Regions from separate parts of the Mus musculus genome. Here region 2 is linked to region 1. A link is a contact called in public HiChIP or PLAC-seq data. All regions are on one chromosome and are shown on one strand. Each heading gives the region's core, a stretch centred on a gene start, on an enhancer-like site or on the middle of the called end of the contact. The rest is flanking DNA. Distances are from core to core; before and after follow the strand shown.

What was found. HiChIP or PLAC-seq counts read pairs in DNA pulled down with a chosen protein or histone mark.
Region 2: a contact with region 1 is called in an H3K4me3 HiChIP or PLAC-seq map of embryonic stem cells, with 34 read pairs. The contact joins the promoter of Klhl5 here to the promoter of Fam114a1 in region 1. A contact is called at or near these places in 7 of 39 promoter capture datasets (embryonic stem cells, liver, macrophages and 1 more), 3 of 115 datasets of contacts at active chromatin or transcription factors (bone marrow-derived macrophages and embryonic stem cells) and 4 of 9 other capture datasets (adipose tissue, embryonic stem cells, liver and 1 more).

What each region holds. Positions count from the first base shown.
Region 1 is chr5:64,967,808-64,972,303 of GRCm38.p6, reverse strand. It overlaps Fam114a1 (family with sequence similarity 114, member A1), which reads right to left and starts at 2,229. Exons shown (of 14, transcript NM_026667.3): 1 at 2,160-2,229. It overlaps Mir574 (microRNA 574), which reads right to left and starts at 1,986; the gene lies at 1,909-1,986. It also overlaps a transcript of Tlr6 not described here.
Region 2 is chr5:65,128,767-65,133,262 of GRCm38.p6, reverse strand. Klhl5 (kelch-like 5) reads right to left here and starts at 2,032. Exons shown (of 11, transcript NM_175174.4): 1 at 1,487-2,032. The coding sequence starts at 1,866. LOC115490189 (a long non-coding RNA gene) reads right to left here and starts at 1,480. Exons shown (of 2, transcript XR_003955931.1): 1 at 293-1,480.

The DNA of each region.
Region 1 (4,496 bases), core at 980-3,479:
TTGGGCCATTTAGCACCGGTGCTTTTCTTGGTATTAAAATGTCACGAAAATGTAGTGACAGTAGATGGCTTCCTTTTTAAGTGGCCTCACTTAAAAATGTGGTTACATGATACTTGTCCCAGATTGTCTCTCTTACTTTACAAAAGTGTGACTCAGAGTAAACTCACAGAGGAGAGGCTCCCAGATCTGTCCAGTTCTCACAGTGCATACACTCTGACTCCAGGCCTGCCTCTATACCTGGCAGGTATTTTTGGAATCACAGAAGACAACTGTATTTGCGCTGTTTATAAACTAAGTGGGGGCTAGAGAGGTGGCTCAGTGGTTAAGAGCACAGGCTGCTCTTCCAGAGGTCTTGCATGGGTTGGGTTTCCAGCACCCACATAGCAGCTCACAACCCTCTATAACTCCAGCTCCCCTCCGGGTGTCGGGGGAGGCAGGGGGTAGCAGAGGGGAGAATCCAATGGCCTCTTCTGGCCTCAGTGGGCACTGCATATACATGGCCCACAGACACACATATGCAGGCAAAACACCCACTCACCCACACGAACAAACAAATACTAACACGAGTGTTTGTGTGGCCCTTCACAGTCCACACAACTCTATCTCTTGCAACTCAGCACTTAAACTTTTGTTCCCCTCAGCACTGGTCCTCTCTCTTCACACTGCTCCTAAACCTCCAGGCTGGCTGCCTGTACTGATGCTTTGTCTTCTGGTCAGGCCAATTTCGGTTTCCATGACTACCCAGCATCTTAGTGTCATCCTTAACTTTGAAGTTGATCTTTGTCTACTCCATATCCTCCTAAAAATTTAACTGCTCCTGTTTCTCTTCTTCTGAGACTTCCACAGACTTCTCTAATGCCTTTGGAAGACTCGTCTATGTCACCCTTCAAGCCTGTGAACCACGAGCCCTTGCTTCGTTCTGACCCACAAATATTTACTCAACTGATATATACTGTGTTTGATATTGATTTGAACGAAAAACGATGTCTCACATAAGCCTGCTCTGATGAAAGAAATAACTACTTACACTTCTGAATCCCCAAGATTCAGGAAGCCCCCCACCCCCTAACACCCCGCCCCCCACCCCCCACCCCCCGTCCCCAAATTCCTTCTACACTGGCTAACTTGTGCTTCAAATCCCACCCTTGGAGTTTCATTCCATCGCTGGCAGCTTTCAATGTAAGAAGTTTAATCAGAACATTTCAGGATTGATAGAGGAAATGGAGGAGAGAGTCTAGGATATGGGCTGGGGAGGAAAGAACTCTAGGAAGCCAGGTGAGCTAAGAGAGGCTTCTCGGAATGACCTTGTTTCTCTTGTTCTGGTGTCCCAGGGAGGAGTTCAAGGACTGCTGATTTAAAAAGCCATCAGCTTCTATCAAGAGGTTCAGGGGTGGACACTGATGGTATGGCCCAGAGAGTGCTCCCATAGTCTGCCGAAAGTCCTCCTTCTTTAAGAAAAGCCAGTGAAATCCAAGTGGGGACTGACTGACAGCTGGGAAATACTCACCAGATTCCTCGGAGAAGACAAGCTGGCTGGGTAAAGGGGCTGCCTTTGGGGTGGGGAAGAGGGGGCCCAAGAGGGTCCTGGGAATGCAAACGGTGCTAGCTTAAGGTGTTTCAGGGGGGCAGGAGCGCAGGCATGCTGGGTGTGGGGCATGCCAGGGAAAGATGATGGATCAGGATGGAGGTCAAGGCCTGTGCTCGGTTTTCCCAGGGGGAGGACAAGCTCACCCTAGGAATGGAGGTCTTTGACTAGCAAGAACTGGATCCCTCAGAGCGTCGCGCTGGGAGGACCCTACAGCCCACCCCAGACTTGGGACACTTGGGGAAACTTTCCAGACTGGCTTGTGCCTAGCCTCTGGCAGCGGACTCCACGGAGCTCCAGGCCGGACGAGGGTGCAGACCGGGCGTGCGGGCGTGTGGGTGTGTGCATGAGCGTGGACTTGGAGCGACACACACTCACACACACACACTCACACGCCCGCACCCACGCAGGGCCCTCGGCCGCGTCTCCCCCGACCTTCGTGCCCAAGCAAGTTGCTTTCTCGGGACGGTTCCCCGCCGGTGATTTCTCACACCCTACAGCGGACAAGGGTCGCGGCGCGCTGGTCCCCTCCCGCCCGGGAAGGGGATGGGGAGAGGGCGCCCCGGGCTCTTACCGCTTGGCCGGCCGAGTGCGCGCGGGAGTCCCGGGTCCCGCCCCGCCACGTCGGCAGGACCGGCGGGGACGCGGCCGCAGGGGAGGGACCGGCCAAGCTGCCCCGCCCCGGGCCGCCCTCCTCTGCCTCTGCCCGGCCCCACTGCACCCTGACCTGCTGCGAACTCCGAACTCCGCCGTCCCAGATCGGTGGTCGGGGCAGAGCGCGGGGTCCCCTGCCTTCCATTACGAAGCACTGGGGAAGCCCTGCAGGTTGTAAGGAGTCCCCTAGCCTCACCGTGGGATTTCCCGGTTCTAAATTAGGTGGAATTCTCTGACCACGTCAGCGATGGGAGTGGGATGTGATTAGAAACAAAAGTAAAAAGACTCAAAGGAGCCATGCTTTCTAGAAGGCCAGCTTGGAAATGTGGATCAAAGCCCAAATTCATTCTCTTTGGCCTGGGCATTGCACATCTGCGTTTGGCGTGGAAAATGTATTTGTCCAAAGCAAACAAAATCTCCCCTCCCCTCCCCTCCCCTCCCTGATGGCAGCAGGGGGTAGGGTAGGGTGGGGCGGAATGGGATGGGGTTTGCACCACGTAGTTTCTCCGTGTCGCCCTGGCTGTCCTAGATCTCACTCTGTAGACCAGGCTGGCCTTGTACTCAGACCTCTGCCAGCCTCTGCCTAGGATTAAAGGTATGCGTCTCCAAGGTTTGACTGGTCACCATTTCTCATGCGCGCCCCCTTTCTGGTTTTCTCTTTGTAAGCTGCTCTCTCTTTTTAGGCAGCTTCCGTTTGTGTGTGTTTCTTTCCTTTGAGGAGTTGCTTGTGCATTTCTGTGCAGTTGCAAACAATAAACACCTGTTAGAATAGAACTTTGTGTGCTTGGGGGGACTTTTCACCACCCTGGAGTTCTTAATTTTAAGTAGTCAGTTGTTGGTGTAACTTATATGCTTGAGCCAGGGAGTGGCACTATTAGGAGGTGTGGCCTTGTTGTAGTGGGAGTGGCCTTGGAGTAGGTGTGTCACTGTGGGCATGGACTTAAGACCCTCATCCTATGGACTGCCTGAAAGGCACTGCTCTGCTAGCAGCTTTCAGATGAAGACTTAGAACTCTCAGCTCCTCCTGCACCATGCCTGCCTGGATGCTGCCATGCTCTCGCCTTGATGATGATGGACTGAACCTCTGAACCTATAAGCCAGTTCCAATTAAATGTTGTCCTTATAAGAGTTGACACGGTCATGGTGTCTGCTCACAGCAGTGAAACCCTAAGACAGTTGACTTCTGCTAGTTTGTTGCTCTTTTCTTTTTTCTTTTTAGGAAGATGAGAAAAAATGTTCAGAGTGGGAGGGGCTCTGAGTGGGGCCATTCAAGACTGATAGTTTTGGATCTCTAAGCTAGTTCAGGTATTTGCATTTGCTTCCATTACTTCGTTTATTTGTTTCCCTCTGATAGTGAGACCACTCAACGGGGCTGTAAGTCGTGCCTGGTCCACCCTGTTATCAGTACTGAGTGTTCTGAGCCCTTAGACCCTGGTTCTCACTGGTTGCTGACAGGCTGGTTGCTTACTATTGTATGTCGCTTCTAAAGCTTCTGAAGAGCACCTTGGCGCGTGTGACAGCAAATTTTATTTTATTTTAAATCATATAATGAGACAGTTTTAAAATCCCTTTCTACTGAAAAGCCATTAATTTTCTAGTCTGATTTTCACAAAAGTATGCCAACTTCTTTTTTAAAATTTTGTGAGAATATGTCATTCCTTTGAATTTTAGAACATTCAAATAATGTGTGATATGGTATAGCCTACAGTTTTTTCCTAATTTTTTATGTCCATCAGTGAATTTGAACACATTAATATTATGTATTCAGTCTGAACTGAAGAAAGAATTCCTTTACCCAAAAATTAGATTATGAATTCAAAATTTAAAACAATGACCTCATTTTTATTCCTTTAATATCACCATCACAATCATCACTATCACCATTATTATCACCATCATCATCATTTTGTCAGGACTAGGGGGTAAACACATATATATATATATATATATATATATATATATATATATATGACATAAGCTACATTCCTAACCCTTTTTAATTTTTTCATCTTATTTTGAGACAGGGTCTTGCCAGGTTGTCCAGGTTGTTCTTGAACGGGTTATTAGCTCAGGCAGGTCTTGAACTTGTTACTAGGATTACAGGGGTGTGCCATTCAATCACTACCACTTTTAAGTGCCTGGATTCTACTGTGGTTCCTTTCCACTCACACACACACACACACACACACACACACACACACACACACACACACAAATAGCAAGAAGACTGAAGTAGAAGAATTGCACGTTTGAGACC
Region 2 (4,496 bases), core at 783-3,282, 160 kb before region 1:
ATGTTAATAGTTTTATGACCTAAGCTGGTAAAGAAGTGAATGTTTTGTTTTTTAACACTATTTAAATATTCTTAATATATTGATTTTTCAAATGGAAAAATTTATTTTCACACAGAAATTGGTAAAAAAAAATTAAAAATTAGTTTTCTTTATGGCAAAAGTCCCAATATATAATAGGATCATGTTTGTTGAGTTAATCTCAATATTAAAATTATTCATGGCTCCTTTTCCCTTACAATAAAGGCAAGTCATGAAGTAATAACATTTTTTTTAAATTAAATATGCTATTTACCTAAGTAAAGATTCTCCCCTCTCTCAGTTATACAGGCTACAGATGACAGTCTATGTTTCTATCCTCCCACAGGTCAGAATTCCATGTTCTGAAGGTTAGAGGAAGAGAAAGGGCGAGGATTTCCAAGCATGAGACACTTGAATCTATGAGTCCATTCGACCCGAATTCTTCAGGATGCCTACCTACACTTACAATAGCCAACCTAGAGATTATAATAATCAAAACCTGCAAACTAATTTCAAAGAGCAAAAAGTAATTGAATGTCAAATGAGTAGGTGTTTGTGTCTTTAAGTATTTAGAAATATTCTACAATGAAGATGTATCAGAAAGTCGACTTTAACTTGTTACACAGCATGGAAAGCGGACCAAGAAAATCCATCCTAAAGATAAGAAGGTGCCAGGAAGGAGGAACAAAATCATCATGAAATTATCAATTCTTTGCTTTATTGCATTCCTTCCAACTCATTTTCCTTATCATCTTTTTGACTGGCTGACCACATCTAGCACTCCCGACACCATGTTCTCTTAAACTTTACTAAAAGATTATCTTTCTTTTCCTTAAACAGCGTGAATTTCAGTGGAAAGTGGGGGTAACAGGAATCGGTGGTGCTATCCTTGAGAGAGACACATACATTACTTAGTATTCTCTGTCTTAGTCTGCAGAGCTGCAACATCCACAGGACAAAGACATAACCACAGAAAAACAGTATTGACAACTAAAATGGTGTCAAAAATTGGGAACTACAGTGTATCTCTTTTTATAGAACCTTTCATTTTTATCAAATTAAAACGACTCCACAATCTATTATAACCCAAAATACCACAAGGATTTATACTGTAGAAATGTCTCATAGTTTTAGTGTAAATACAGAAGCCGGATGAATACAGCCAGGCAACACCGTATAAAACTGCTGCTACATACTATTTTCAAGGCAGTGTCAGATCTATACATGAAATGCAAGGTATTTCAAAATGAAAGCTATTTGGTGCCTTTAAATTTCACAGAATTAACGAGACATTTCCCAAATCCTAGCAAACCTACGTATCCATACCAAGATGCCATTCATGTAGGCAGTTCACGGGAAGCAGATGTACGGACAACCACAGAGATAAGCTAGTAAATAGTCAGTTATTCTCCACTAGCATAGAGCACACACCCCGCACCCCGTCTCTGACAGTAAGAGAATAATCAACCTGCTCGAGCTGGAATCAGATTCATTTTCCTCTTCACTAGTGCCATCGTCCACTTCTGGTCTCTCCAGCCAGTGTGCACCAGCACAGCCTTCTGCTGTAAACTCAAATGCAGGGACATCTGAGGTGGATGCCATTGGCCAAGAAGGTGAATTCTGGAAATCCAGTTGGCTGGACCTTCGGTAACCAATGGAAGCCAAAGGCAATTGTAGGTTACACGGATCTAAAAACTTTCTCCCACCGTTTGCTCCGGTCTGTCCTCGGTTCCAAAATTCTCCCTGCTGGCTGTCAACGGAAGAGTTAGACGATGCTTGATGGCCAAACCACCTCCACCTGATTTTCAAAATCTGTTTCACGTCAAACTCTTTGCGAGAACCAGACATCCTCAGAGAAACCGAGTGATCGTCTAGGCAACGGGCAAAAAACACGGCGCACAGATTTGTGTATCCAACCAAGACAAGAGAAGTATATTCCCTGCTGTACCCAAAAAATAGCTTTAAAAGAAAACAAATCGTTCAAATATATATCTCCATTTACTTTCATCCCAATATATCAGACTATGAAGAACAAAGGGTAATGAATAAAGATGAACGCGGTGGAACACTCCGCTCGATCGGAGCAAACTCTGATCCACCTATCCTGAAGCAGCCCCAGCACTTTCCCTGCTCCCCTTCCCATCCAGACCCTGGACTCGCACAAACACTGACAGCATTCATTAAAGTCCTTTCAAATGCAGAACACCACCCCCTTCTCTGAACCACAAATGACAGAGACTGAGAGCACTATCCCCGCTGCAGAATCAAATCGCAGCCTTTATTGCTCGGTGCATTAACTCTTTTATGGCTGAAACAAGAGCCGTTAACGCAGAGCATTTTCCTTTGTACTTAAAAACCACTTTTCCACCAGCAGTGGTTCCTGCTTTTAAACCAAGTTCTTAGGTGAGTTCTTAGTTCATATCACAGAACACATTTTCTAAAAAGCATTTTAAATGAGATTTGAGGATTCTTGAGCTGTGTTGGGTGGGGATGAGGAGGAGGGTCTAAGCTGGGGCTCTGGACTGGTGGCCACTATCCTCCTGTCTCCTCCCTCTCCTCCCAGGATGCACAGTGACATCCTTGGTTAAGAGTTCATTTGAACAAGGGATAATGAGAAAAACTAGACGAAAAAGTTTGAAAACTACAATGGACCAAAATATGTCAGTACTAACTCTTTAAAAGGGATACCCTGACACCAATATCACTCACTCTAATTCAAACAGGGCTGCTTCCTCCAGTTTGACACCTAGATTTCCTATTGGAGAGGGATGGTGGGGCTCAAGGCTTAAGATTCCTTAGCTGCAGAGAGCACTGGACTGTGGCCTCTGTGGCCAACAAGACAGAGCAGTGCTGTGGACATGCTCACTGCAAATTGATAAGGAGAAAAAAATTAAAATTTAAAATACTAAAGAGTTACTTTGAGTATTCTAGTAGGCGTGGTGGAAGACAGGAATATACACATACTGATGTCTAACCTCCAGAATGAATAAATACAGTCACTGAAGTGAATAAAAGCACTGATTAGTCAAAATATAAAATATTATAATAGTGTAATATTAAGAATTTGTGATTTTAAAGTGCAGAACAGAATTTAGATGTTCAGTACTGAACCCCCTGTCAAATAATTTCACATAAAGCTGTTTTGACATTGGCTGAAAAGTCTGTTTTGGAGACTTTTGGCACAAAAATACCATGAGGCCTGTAGCTTAACCTCATGTGGCCCCTAGAACTAAAAACTGTTCAGAAAAAACAGAATAAGAAGCATGAAAAGCCGCGCAGAGCTCTGTACTGGCACTGTGGGGGACCTCCAATCAGCTCCCTTAGCGCCTGGGTAGGAATGGAACACTGACAAGGAGGGGTTCCGTCAGCTAGCCATACCTGCTTAACTTTAAGAACAGGAGAAAGTTAGGTGAAGGAAGGAGACAAAACGTCCTGAGCACAAAGTCAAGGTGACACCAAGTAGGGTGCCTGGGAGATCGACGCTTTGGAGCTTTAGTGTGGTGGGAGCATGCAAGCGGTGAAGTGACACCCTTGGGTCTGCTCTCACCTATGTCAGACAACTATTACATCACTGAGTCCATATGATGTCATGCCCTCTTCTACAAGGCTGTTTGAGTTCCAGTCCCCCTGGCTGTCAACCCTACTCCTCTCTCAAGGTTATACTTACAAACAACTCCTCCATTTCTCTGCGCTTGTGGTTCCTGATGCGGGCAGCAAATCTCCTTCCTGACAAAAGTTTCTGCACACTGGAGATGTAGCTGTCAGCATCTGGGATGACCAGAGAGTGCTGTAAGCCTTGAGAGGACAGGTGCCAAAGATGACATCTTGGCAAAGCACAGTATACACTGCCACAGTGGGAAATGTCACAGCAGTGGTGCATACGGACTTTACCTTCAATTCATTCAAAAAGACCCTGCCAACTACTTCTACACAAAGGACGCAAAGATTCAAAAAGACCCTGCCAACTACTTCTACACAAAGGACGCAAAGGAGAGATCACGGACATCTTAGAGCTCTCAGAGATGTTTTTAAACTTATATGCTGACAAAGGAAAGGATCATGAACTGTTACAAAAAGAACAATTTGTGTGTCGTGTGTGTGTGTGTGTGTGTGTGTGTGTGTGTGTGTGTGTGTGTGTGTGTGTGGTGCACATGTGCAGGCCAGAGCTAAACAGCAGGTGTCTCTCTCTGCCATGCTCCATTACTGATTAAGACAGGGTCTCTCACTGACCCAGCTAGCTGGCTGGCCAGGGAGCTCTTGGGAATCTGTGCCCGTCCTCCTGCCCAGTGCCACTGTTCCAGGTATGACGCCTACAGTCATGCTCAGCGTTTTACATGGCTGCTGGGGATCCCAACGAAGTCCCTGTGCTTACCAAGCAAGCATTCTTACCAGTGAGCCATCTCTCCACAAAATAAATTTTAATAAATATGAATTTATATATGTGAAATTTTAAATTGAATTGAATCAATGTGAGAACA